Linked DNA regions of Rattus norvegicus: regions 1, 2 and 3 are each linked to region 4. The links are chromatin contacts, called in public Hi-C maps. All regions are on one chromosome and are shown on one strand. The core of a region is the stretch at or near the end of the contact, and the rest is flanking DNA. Distances in the headings are between cores, read along the strand shown. Region 1 overlaps LOC102547807 (a long non-coding RNA gene). Region 2 has its middle 57 kb from the start of Tomm20. Region 3 has its middle 140 kb from the start of Tomm20. Region 4 has its middle 81 kb from the start of Irf2bp2.

What was found. Hi-C and Micro-C count contacts between places; a contact is called where the count stands out from the background.
Region 1: a Hi-C map of liver shows a contact between it and region 4, with 6 times the contacts expected there. The contact joins two enhancer-like sites. A contact is called at or near these places in 12 of 12 Hi-C or Micro-C datasets (the A7r5 cell line, the Rat2 cell line, Schwann cells and 7 more) and 1 of 1 datasets of contacts at active chromatin or transcription factors (oligodendrocytes).
Region 2: a Hi-C map of prefrontal cortex shows a contact between it and region 4, with 3 times the contacts expected there. The contact joins two enhancer-like sites. A contact is called at or near these places in 3 of 12 Hi-C or Micro-C datasets (liver, prefrontal cortex and psoas muscle) and 1 of 1 datasets of contacts at active chromatin or transcription factors (oligodendrocytes).
Region 3: a Hi-C map of liver shows a contact between it and region 4, with 6 times the contacts expected there. The contact joins two enhancer-like sites. A contact is called at or near these places in 4 of 12 Hi-C or Micro-C datasets (hepatocytes, kidney, liver and 1 more).

What each region holds. Positions count from the first base shown.
Region 1 is chr19:71,726,974-71,729,673 of GRCr8, reverse strand. LOC102547807 (a long non-coding RNA gene) reads right to left here. Exons shown (of 6, transcript XR_010060536.1): 4 at 1,872-2,700; 5 at 1,336-1,544; 6 at 1-705. Among named protein-coding and RNA genes, the nearest start is that of Tomm20, 100 kb to the left of the region's middle. Within about 2 kb of position 1,338, at least 82 of the 93 cell types and tissues checked have an H3K27ac peak or open chromatin away from gene starts, as enhancers often do. A contact at or near this core is called in Schwann cells, hepatocytes, kidney and 2 more, where this site is marked.
Region 2 is chr19:71,773,763-71,776,462 of GRCr8, reverse strand. No RefSeq gene overlaps it. Among named protein-coding and RNA genes, the nearest start is that of Tomm20, 57 kb to the left of the region's middle. Within about 2 kb of position 1,397, at least 63 of the 93 cell types and tissues checked have an H3K27ac peak or open chromatin away from gene starts, as enhancers often do. A contact at or near this core is called in prefrontal cortex, where this site is marked.
Region 3 is chr19:71,693,928-71,696,627 of GRCr8, reverse strand. No RefSeq gene overlaps it. Among named protein-coding and RNA genes, the nearest start is that of Tomm20, 140 kb to the left of the region's middle. Within about 2 kb of position 1,412, at least 31 of the 93 cell types and tissues checked have an H3K27ac peak or open chromatin away from gene starts, as enhancers often do. A contact at or near this core is called in hepatocytes and liver, where this site is marked.
Region 4 is chr19:71,541,696-71,544,395 of GRCr8, reverse strand. No RefSeq gene overlaps it. Among named protein-coding and RNA genes, the nearest start is that of Irf2bp2, 81 kb to the right of the region's middle. Within about 2 kb of position 1,340, at least 88 of the 93 cell types and tissues checked have an H3K27ac peak or open chromatin away from gene starts, as enhancers often do. A contact at or near this core is called in Schwann cells, hepatocytes, kidney and 2 more, where this site is marked.

The sequences.
Region 1 (2,700 bases), core at 89-2,588, 190 kb before region 4:
CTAGATTCCCACTCTCCTTTCTGTGTCTGTGTTTTCCCCATGATCTCATGCTGTTTGGGGCTTACGAAATGCTCCCTGTTCTGAGACCTCCTGATACCCTTGCTCTCCAGAACAGAGGATGGAGGGGCCAGCAGGATATCCAGGTTTGTCCTTTGCTTGTCCCCGCCCCCACCTGGAACCTCATCTGGGCCTGATAGGACAAACCCTTGTGGTCAAGGCCTTATCCCATACACCTGTCCCTTTAAAACCTACTTATTTTTAAAAGAAACATTGAAGCATTTTTTTTTAGTATATAAAATAATGGATTTCATGGTGACATTTTCATACATACATTTTATATTTGTTCCCTATTGCCCTCCCCTGTCCTTCCCCTGCCCCTCAGTCATTGTCCCTCTCCCTCCCTCCCTCTAAATAAGGCCTCCTGCTTTCCTGCCATTTATATATGGGAATATAGCTAAATCTAGTTCCATATATGAGAGAAGACATGACACTTTATCTTTCTCCCTTCGCTCCCCTCCCCCACCCCTCTCCCCCACATCCCCTTCCCCACCCCATTTCTCCCTCCTCTTCCCAACTTCTCTCCCCCAGCTCCTTTAAGTTCTCCTTTCCCATACCAACCCACTTCATATTATATATGTATTCTGTCTTCCAAGAGTCACGTCATATTCACGTACATAATGCATATGTAATCCAACTGTAAAAAAGCTGCATGCAAGGAAAAAAAAAAAAGAGTCCTTTTACTCCAGAGACAAGTGGCCTTGCTGAGATTAGCCACCCAGGAAGTGACTCCCTCTAATACCTACAGCATGCTCTGTGGAAGCAATCAGGCACCATGCACATGTGTACATGCATGTGTGTGTGTGTAAACTTTCATATATACATATATGTGTGTGCATGTGCACATGCACCTGTGTGTGTACACATGCATTATGTGTGTGCATGTGCATATGTACATGCACCTGTGTGTGCACACATGTATTATATATGTGCATGGGTATATGTACATGAACCTGTGCGTGCACACATGCATTATATGTGTGCATGGGTACATGCAAGTGCAATTTAAGTGGAAACAGCAGCACTTCTGGTCTGGCTCTAAAGTGCTTGGCTAGCCTTGCAATCCTCTTTTCACCAGCTCTGTTCTGACAGGAGGGCAGCTGTTACTGTTCGATGTGTGGAGAATACATCTCCGTGGAAGAGACAGGGGGAGCCAGGACACCAGGCTGAGTGGCCTCAGAGCAGGACGCATGCTCTCCAAGATTCTATTTCAGGATTGTCTGAGACCAGTGAGTGTTCTTGCCACAGAGGAATGCTCCCTTGGAGGCGATGGCTAACCTGGCCAGGCAGGGCAGGAATGTACGGCCTGTGGTGGTGACGCCTCCTCCCAGCAATGTGTCCTGCTTCCTGCTTTGAGTCACATGAGCTTTTTTTTTTGTCTGCCTCCCACTACAGCCTGCATTTTGCCCTTCCGTGTTGTCAGTGTGGGGGAATCTTCTGAGTCTGGAAGCCGTGTTGTAAAACTCAGAGCTGTTTTCAGCGTGCCTCTGTGACGTAAAGATGTTGGGAGGAGGGAAGGGACACAGGAAGGGAAAGGAGAGAGGAAGGAGGGCAAAAGGACAAAGGGAGAGAAACATCTTGCTGACGTTAAAGAAGACCGCATTTTACAGGGTAACATTACTGATTCCTCCACCATCCACCCCTTCTAATTTACTAGAAACCGAGCAGCCTGTTTGGAAACCCATAGCTTGCTGCCCCACCCCACCCCCTGCCAGCCCCCGTCCCCGCCCCCGCCCCCACCCCACCAACTCCTCCCTCCCTCACATTCTCCTTTGACCAAAGGAGCCGTTAATTGTTGAGAGTTTGAAAGCTACCTGATTCCTTGATACAGAGGGGGATTTCCATGAGTCATAATTCAGTCCCTGCTTGTGAGGGCACTGTAGCTAAAGTAAATCGATCCAGCTGATGAAAAAGGGCCCCTGGGGACAGAGAGGTCAGCTCTGCAGCTGGGGCAGCTGCTGGGGTTGTCACATGACTGGCTGTGCTTGCTCAGGCTTGCCCCCCACCCTCACCCCGTGCCCTCATGATCTCCCTGCACCCTTGCGATCTCTTCTTTGCCTCTAGAAGGCCCAGTTTGCAGCCTGGCTGGCTTCTGTGAGGGGAAGGTGATTTTCCAGGAGGTTGCCAGCCTCCTCCACTTGAAATGAGGGATTAGTACTGGTGAGATGGCTCAGCTGGTAACACGGTGGCCACACAAGCACGAAGACCCCAGAACCCACATAAAAAACTGTGTGTGGGACTTGCAATCCTAGTGTTGGGGAAATAGAAACAGGCTGCTCTCCGGGTTGGGCTGGCTGGTCAGCCTGGCTTAATTGGTGAGTCAGAGCCAGTGAGAGACCCTGTCTCAAAATCCAGGATGAATAGCTCTGGAAGAATGATAGCCAGGGTTGACCTTTGACCTCCCCAGGCCCGGACACACATATGTCAGTCTGACACACACACATACATGTACAGATCTAAAACAGCATACTGAAAATGGCTCCCTCCTGGAAGTCCTCTTTGCTGCCCCGGCAGGTTCTATGGTGTTTTGTTGAAGCCTCTCTCCCTGAGAGGTTCTGCTATCTGGACATACAGTTCCTGTTCACCAATACGATCTGGCAATAGTAACTTGCAACCTGAAGTTCCAGAAACAGCCGGTTCCAT
Region 2 (2,700 bases), core at 148-2,647, 230 kb before region 4:
TATACTCCCTCACATGGTCTTACACATGCACACACATACACGTGTCTACATGAGCGTGCACACATACATACTCACACACATGCACACTCACATACACATTCCCTTACTCACTCTCACACTCACACACAGTCACACACATACATACACTCATATGCACACTAATACACATGTACACGTACACTCACAGGGAGTCACACAATACACACACTTACATATACACTCCCTCACATACTCTTACACACGCACACACATGCGCACACACATTCCAAGTTCAAAGCAGATGGAGGGGCTCTATTGTCTGATGACCCAGGGGCAGGCCACATTAGCGTATTGCCACCATCTTCTCTGTCTGTCCCTCCTTGTTGACATTTTCCTGGGAGTCGAGAGGCTTGGGGTTCCCCTGGGTTAGGCTACCCATACCTGGCCCTCCTCATACATTCCAGGAGACAGGGAACTTGCATTTCAGATGGGTTTCCTAGAGCCCTGAACATATCCCAACATGACCTCTCACATTACCTTCAGGAGAGCAGGCAAGGATAGAGTGCCCAGGTTTGGCCATGATCTCTGTCTCTGAGGCCTCCCCGGGTGTCTACTGCACTGCACCCCCAACTCTGTGATTCTGAGGTCTCAGTTCTGATGTGAGGCAATACTTAGCTCTCCTTACTTTCTGTTTTTAGTCCATGAGTTTTGGCTCCATGAGTTGACTAAGCTGATGAGAGCTCATTCTGCACACAGTCCAGCCTGGCCTTGAACTTATGATCTTCTTGCCTCAGCCTCCCAAGTAATTGGATGATAGGCCTGTGCTACCTGTCCTGCCTCCCCTTGGTTTTGATGTTGGGTGGTGCTTTTTACTTTTTATTTTTCTGCTCAGCATTCCCGGCTCCGGTGATAACAGGGCTTGTGAATTATGACCCAGGCAGCAAATGTTTCTAATCTCCCATGAAACAAAGCCAATGTGTTTTCTGTCCCTGGGGCCTCAGCCAGGAAGGAGCTACAGCTGTCTTGATATGGTGAACTCCGCTGACGTCAATGCAAGCCACGCCAGGCCAAGGGCTCCACTCAGGAAGCTTGTAAGTGATACTGAAAACAAATTTGCATTTTTCCCCCTTCTCGGGGAACTGGGCTGCTCTCTGCTCCACCGAGAAGCTGAACTGTTTTCACTGGGTTCTGTGCAGCCAGCAGGCTGAACAACCCCAGTCCCAAGCTTTTGGAAGGCTACCCCTGCTTTTCTTCTTTATTTTCCTTTTAAGATTCAGCCAGCCAAGTCCGAGTTCCCTTGCTTGAGGCTGAAAAAACCCTGGCAAGCTCACACTTTTCTGCAGCTCTTAGGAAACAGTCTGGGCCAGTGGTCACTTTCAATGGAAAACAGTCCCAATTCGGAATTTCAGGGTCTGGGCCAAGATGTTAGTCAAAACTCTAAATTCTGACGTCTCATTCCCATCCCCGTTCCAGCTGAGCCTGCTTAGGCCTGCATGGGAAAGAGGCAAGGCTGGTTGTCCCCCACCCCTTTCCTGTCTGGCTCTGGTACCCACTTCCCTGCTTAGAAGGTTGGAGGTAGACAAGGGGCCACAGGCCAGGGCAGTCCGATGGGGTTGGGGAGTGGTAGTGGGGGGGGTTTGAAGGGGGTGGCACTTTTTTTTTGAGTATGGTTGAAGTCGATACCTGCCCCTGGCCCTTCTCTAACCCCCTTCTGTGTGGCCGCTTGAGACTTTTTCTACCTCTAGCTTCTTCCTGTGCTGGGAATGGAGCCCAGGCCCTCGGCCAGGCAAGGGCTCTGCCACTGTCCGGTATTCCCAGCCTCTCTTTCCCTTTTTGAAACAAGGTCTCACTGGGCCGTCCTTGAATGCCCTCTGCAGCCCAAGAATGCCTGTACTCATTTGCCTCCTGCCTCAGCCTCCCAAGGAGCGGAGTGCGCGTGAGGACTGGGTCTCTAGACTTGGCTTTACCTGTAGCTCTTCCCTGTGGGGTTTCTCCCTTTTCTGGTAGCTCCACGGCTCAGGTACTCAGTGGCCCAAACTAGCTCTCTCTTGACCTGGACCCGGACTAGACTGGTTCTGACAAGTACTGGGTCAGAAATTGGCCCAAGCTAACACTCACTCCTGGTTCTGACCTGCAAGCTCACAGTGGTCAGCTTAGGTATAATGTCCTCTTAGCTGCTGTAACAAAAGATCCAAGCTCGATGCCTTCAGACCACAGTTTCATTCTCTCGTGGGTCTGGAGGGCAGAAGTCTGACAGCACTTTCATTTGGCTGTGTCCACAGATCTGCATTCCCTCCAAGGATCCGGAGAAGGATCCACTTTTGATCCCTTGCAGCTGGGGGGGGGGCGGGGCGTGTTGTCTGCCATCGCTTGGCTTGGGGCCTCGGCACCTCAACACATGTGTGTTAGCATTCGGATGTAAACTGCTCCCCCTTAGGATCGTGCGTTTGAACACTTGGTTACCTGCAGATGGCGCTGTTTGGGAGGTGTGCAGACTTCAGAAGGAGGAGGAAGTGGCTTGGAGGGGGTGGGGAGTGGTTGTGGACTTTGAGTCTCATGAGCTGCCCCCTTCTGGTTTACACATGACGTGTCTCCGTCTGCCCAGACTCCCATGCTTAGTCAGCAGAGATGTGCTTGCTCGAAGCTCGGGAGGCTGGGAGGCTGAGGTCAACATGTCTGCAAGTTTCCTTTCTCCAGAGGCCTCGGGCTGTGGTGCTTTCT
Region 3 (2,700 bases), core at 163-2,662, 150 kb before region 4:
CAGTGGATTCAGGAACTCGGGGAGATGACGACATTTGTTCAGAGGTTGAAGTCCTCTGAGCCAGGTCACTTCTCCTGGCTTGACAGCCTGTCACAGCCTAATAATAGCAATGGGACACTTTGGGACTTCATAGTGGCTCTGTTTAGCTCTCACACTGGTGCGTGCTGACATGACATGGAGGACAAATGACAAGGATCGGCCAGGATGCTCCCGGTGAGCATCTGCCAGCGACTGCATGTACAGTCAACAAAGCTTTCGGCTTAATCTTCACTACAGCCCGAAGAGACGATGTTTTGGTTAGACCTTGGGCCAGAGGGAAAGTGGATGTCTGTGTGTGTTGATGAAGTTTAATGGTGCAGCAGAGTCTGCTGGAATCCTTGATGCTTGCTGTCTTAGAGATTAGTTCAGTGTCCACGGGACTGGGAATAAGGCTGAATGTAGACGTCACGGACCCATCCTGACCTCGGTGGGTGCAGAGGTGACATATGTGTGTACCCCAGTAGCAGAGGGGAGTCACTGAACTGCCACAAATAAATCTTGTCTCTAGGGGCTAAAGGGGACAGCTTCAGAATACCCCCTATGACTCCTGCCTTGTCTCTTTGATCTGCCATCTTGGGAGTGACGGTGTGTCAACCGGGCCCCTGAGATGTAATGGGGCTCACACAAATCCATGGGCCAATGTCTCCTACATGAGCTGCTCAGGGGGACTATTTCTGAATAAATCATGAAGTGAGGAGTGGTCAGAGATATCTCCCGGGACTCCAGTAGCTCTGGACACACTGGAGAGGACTCTGGCCCTTTGTGAGCAGTACATGCACGGTCAGTGACAGAAAGGAGGTAGACCTCTGAGCAGCTAAGGTGGAGAGGACCAAGAAATCATCCCACAGCAGAACAGGGGGGCCTGGGTCTGTCCCTAGTGTGAGGAGACAAAAGAAAGGGTTCCTGTTCCCCCAGGCAGGAGCAGTTGGGGATCAAGTAGGGAGTATAGAAGGCACCCAGTAGGAAAGGCCCTGGAGCTCACTTGGCCATAACGTCATGGTAGAGAGCCACCAGCCCACAGTGAGGCATCTGTCATCTGCCAACATGAGGGTGTTGGTGACGGAACTCCGCCATCTGCCTTTTCACTTGAGATCCCAGGTAAATATATCTTGGGACAGGTAGAATGTGAGGAAAGAGACGCCGAGCTGTTAAGTCATAGGCGTGGGGCTGCCCACACAGAAAAGCAGGGAGTCTGATGGTCTGGCAGGCCTGAAGGCTGCTGGAAACGGAGGGTGGGAACCGGGGTAGCCAGGCAGGAAATGCCTTCGTCTCTCAGGTTTCTTGAGAAGGAAAGTCGGGCTGTTCTGAAGGGGAACTTAGAGACCAGGGACCGGATGTGAGTGGGGACCAGGAGGAGGGAGGAACAATGGCCATTCTTCCACCACAAGCTGACCTTCCCCGAAACAGGAAGGGCCTGCTAGGAGGGGAGGGTCAGGCCGAGGGACAGGAAGGAAGGGGCCTGAGGAAAGCCAAAGACCTGTGTACTGTGTTTGGAATTCACAGGCCTCCCTGTCTGCAGGTCCCGAAACAGCCAGCAAAGTCGGCTCACACTATAGGGTGTGACTTTCCCAGGCTCTGCTGCCTTCACCTCTCTGTCTCTGGCCTCCTCAGGACCCTGATGTGAGGTCTTGCTAGGCTTCCCAGGGCTGGGTCTTGCATGCTGAATGAGTGCTTGTTACAGGTCCCTGACACCTACCGTCTTCACACATGGGGAGGAGTTTCCAGAAAAAATAAAGGAAGGTGGCCAAAGTAACCAAGGCACACAGCCTCCTCCTATTTCGAAAAGACGCCTATCTCCAAAACAATCGTGGCCGCCCATTAAACAGCGCTTGTTCAGGACAGAGGAAGGGCAGCATGCCGGATCACTGGGCTTTCCAAAGAAAACACTCCCAGTTGTCCGGCAGGCAACAATGAACAAAAAAACCTGAATGGCATTCACACGAGAGGGTGGGGAGCCTGGGCCAGGCCCTCAAGGTCCTTGGGCGACGGTACAGGGCTCCCAAGACAGGAGCCACATCCAGCACACATGGGTCCTCACCCATAAGGACACAATGACCAGATGCTCTTCTGGAAGCCACAAAGAGGCCTTTGCAAGGAATAGCATCAGCCAGTATTGTGCTCTTGGACTTCGAGTCTCAGACTTGAAGGTTCCTCGTGTTGTTCAAGCTTCCTAGCTTCAGGTGTATTTGTTATAGCCTTCTTAGTAGACGCTGAGAAGTTGGTCTCAAGTAGAATGGTTGCTTATTATGGGCTGGGGGAAGGAGAGGGTCGTTAACCTGGCTAGGGAGCAGTGGGTGGGAGAAATCACTTCTAATGTTTTTGTAGGATGGTAGGGCCGCTAAGGTTGAAAACAACGTATCAAGTATTTTAAGAAAGTTTAAAAAGGGAAAGGGGTTCTGGTACACAGAAATGATAAATATTTTATGTGATACATAGGCCAATTGCCCTGATGTAACTTTCATACCATGTATACAGATTTGACAACATGTTATGTTTTGTTAATATATACAGTTAGCATTGTCAATTCACTAAATATTAAAATGGGACAGGGGATGTAAATGAAGTCTTTGGGGCCACAAAAAGCCCCAAAGGTGTTGGACTCATTGCCTGTCCAGTTGATTGGCTGTTCCCTCAAGGCCACAGTGAATATCCCCATAGCTT
Region 4 (2,700 bases), core at 91-2,590:
CCTGGAGGCCAGCCCCACTCCCTCCACAAGGTGCATAGTGAGGCCTGTCTGTCCCCAGTGACAGCAGCGGCGGCAGCAGCAGCCGGCCACAGCTCACAGTGAGGTGTCTTCCTCCTTCCTGCAGGCCCCACTGGGTAGGTTAACTGCCTTTCTCTCTGCTTACAGCTGCCTGCCTGCCTGTGCATCTGGATCAAGGCGTGCCTCTACTTTGGGGTGTGTGTGTGTGTGTGTGTGTGTGTGTGTGTGTGTTTAACTTTCCTTTCCACTGCCATAGTAACCGCTGCATGTTTGGCAAAGGGACGGAGGAGGGAAAAAGCAGAGCCCTGGGAGGAAAGGGCTCTGAGCACAGGGCTGGCAGCCGGCCAGGGTAGTCACGCTGCTGAGCTGAAATGAGGCCTCTGGCCGGCGGCCAAGTGACAGAGAACAAAGCTGTCAGTTCCTAATGTTGGCGGCAAAGCTTGCTTGGCACCCTTATATGGTTTCCCATAACTCCCTGCCTTGGCCACCGTCCATTCCCTTCAGGGCAGCAAACGGGGATTAGCACTGCTTCAGAGTTGTTTTTCTCCCCTGCGCTCCAACTGCTCTGGTGACATCACCCTCTGCATTCAAGTGCCAGCAGGGTGGCTTCTCACTGTCCCGCCCCCTCCACCCCAGTCTTCCATGACTCTCTCCCTGCCTGCCTCTCTCTCTCTCTCTCTCTCTCTCTCTCTCTCTCTCTCACACACACACACACACACACACACACACACACTTCCTGCAGCCTTCCTCTCCCCTCCCTCCCCTTTTTTTCCCTCTTTAAATGCAGTGTTTTAGGTCATCATCCGGGACTTTCTTTTCTTTTTTTTTTTCTTACTAAATTAAAAACACCCAGGCACTTGTGCATTTAGCTGAATCAAGCCAGACGCTGTATTTTATTTTTATAACTGAATTCCTGTGAGATAAAAATCTCATTTTCCTTAGTAGGCTGTAATCAGCCCTTGCAGAGATATGCGTTCCAACTGCCCCATCTCAAGCTTCCTTCAGCAGCTCCACGGAGAGAAGAACTTGGCTCTCGTTCAGGTTTAAAGGGGCCCCAAGGCCGGTCAAAGGCTGTCTGTTACACACTCACACATGCAGACTCACATACTCGTCCTCTGTCATGGAAATGTTACCAAGACGGCTGGACACACAGTCAGTACACACAGTCGGTACACACACACGGCGTTCCCTCCCCTTTCCAGAAGGAAAATAGGTGAGTAAAGCAGCTTCCGAAAAAGACTGGTTTCAACTAGCAAGTGCCAGGCAGTGTTATGCAACTCACAGCTAGGTTCGTGAAAGAAATGGAGGTTTGCCGACTGCACAAATGGTCCCCCCTCTCCCCGCCCCACTCTGATTCATGAACTAGTTTTCTGATTCATGAATCACTCGGGAGCCAGCAGGAGAAAAAAATGAGTCCTATTGATCTCATTTCAGTTGAAATGGACTCAGCAGGCCCATTGCTGGCTGAGGACGGCTGGCCAGGGCCAGACATTCACTCCAAGCTTCCTTCTCCGTCTGTAAGCAGGTGCCCCTATAGCACTATTAAAGGGATACGACATAATCTACCAGTACAGTGGTTGTCGGTGGAAGGCCACTGTCCTTGTTGGGAAATCTGTCAAGTTCTATTGTTGGCCTTAATTTCCTTTGAGATGGGAGAGGTCACTTGGTTTGTAGCCCAGGCTAGCCCGATCCATTTGGCACATCTCTTAAGCATCATCGTATTTCCTTGTTCCCTTGCTGGGCAATCTGTCGATGTCTGTTTGTTGGTCTTAATTTCTTTCCTTTGAGATGGGAGATGGGCATTTGGGTTGTAGCCCAGGCTAGCCCCATCCATTTGGCACACCTTTCGAGCATCGTCTTACTTTCATGTCTTTTCTGAATTCTGGTGAAGTTTATTGTCACTCTTGTGCCGGGGATGGTACAGGGCTTTGTGCCCTCTCGGAAGCATTCCATCCCAGAGCTATATCCTCAGCAGACTCCTTACTTTTTATTTGGAGAAAGAGTCTCATTGGGCTGTCTAGACAGGCTTTCACCTCATTCTGTTTCCCCGGCTGGCTTTGGAAACGTGCAATTCTGCTTCCTCGGCGTAGCTGGGATAACAAGCCTGGAGACTTCTGAAGTAGACAGTCCTGTCCTGAACCAACAAACAAATGACTGCTTCCCACCCCCTCCCCTTGCAGCCTCTTCAGCTCAGAAGGATTCTATATAATGTTCTGTCTTATGTAAGGGCAGGTTGGCCATGGCTGGCTGGTCGACTCTATGAATGGGGTTGGGGGGTTGGGGGTGCTGGGGAGGGGAGAGAGACTGAGACTGCATAAAGCCCGTCTAAAAAGAAATGGAGGTCTTTTCTTTGGTAGTCCAAGAAACAGAAGTGAGCCTGAGGCCAGAGGCAGATGGGAAGAAACCCTCCCCCATCCTCTCCTCCATCCCTGAGCTGCTGCTTGATGCATTCCTTGTGATAAGTGCCTCTCAGTCCAGCTGGCAGGATCCTGACCAGCACCTTCATTGGCTGGTCTCCCCACCTACCTCTACTCCAGTCTTCGGGAAGTTAAGACAGCTGGCTGAGCTAGGCACGCTGGTATTCACCTGTGATACTAATCCTTAGGAGACTGAGACATGGGGATTGCTGTGGTTTTGACAGCAATGGGCTATATAGTTCAAGCCTGAGGTATATGAGGAGCC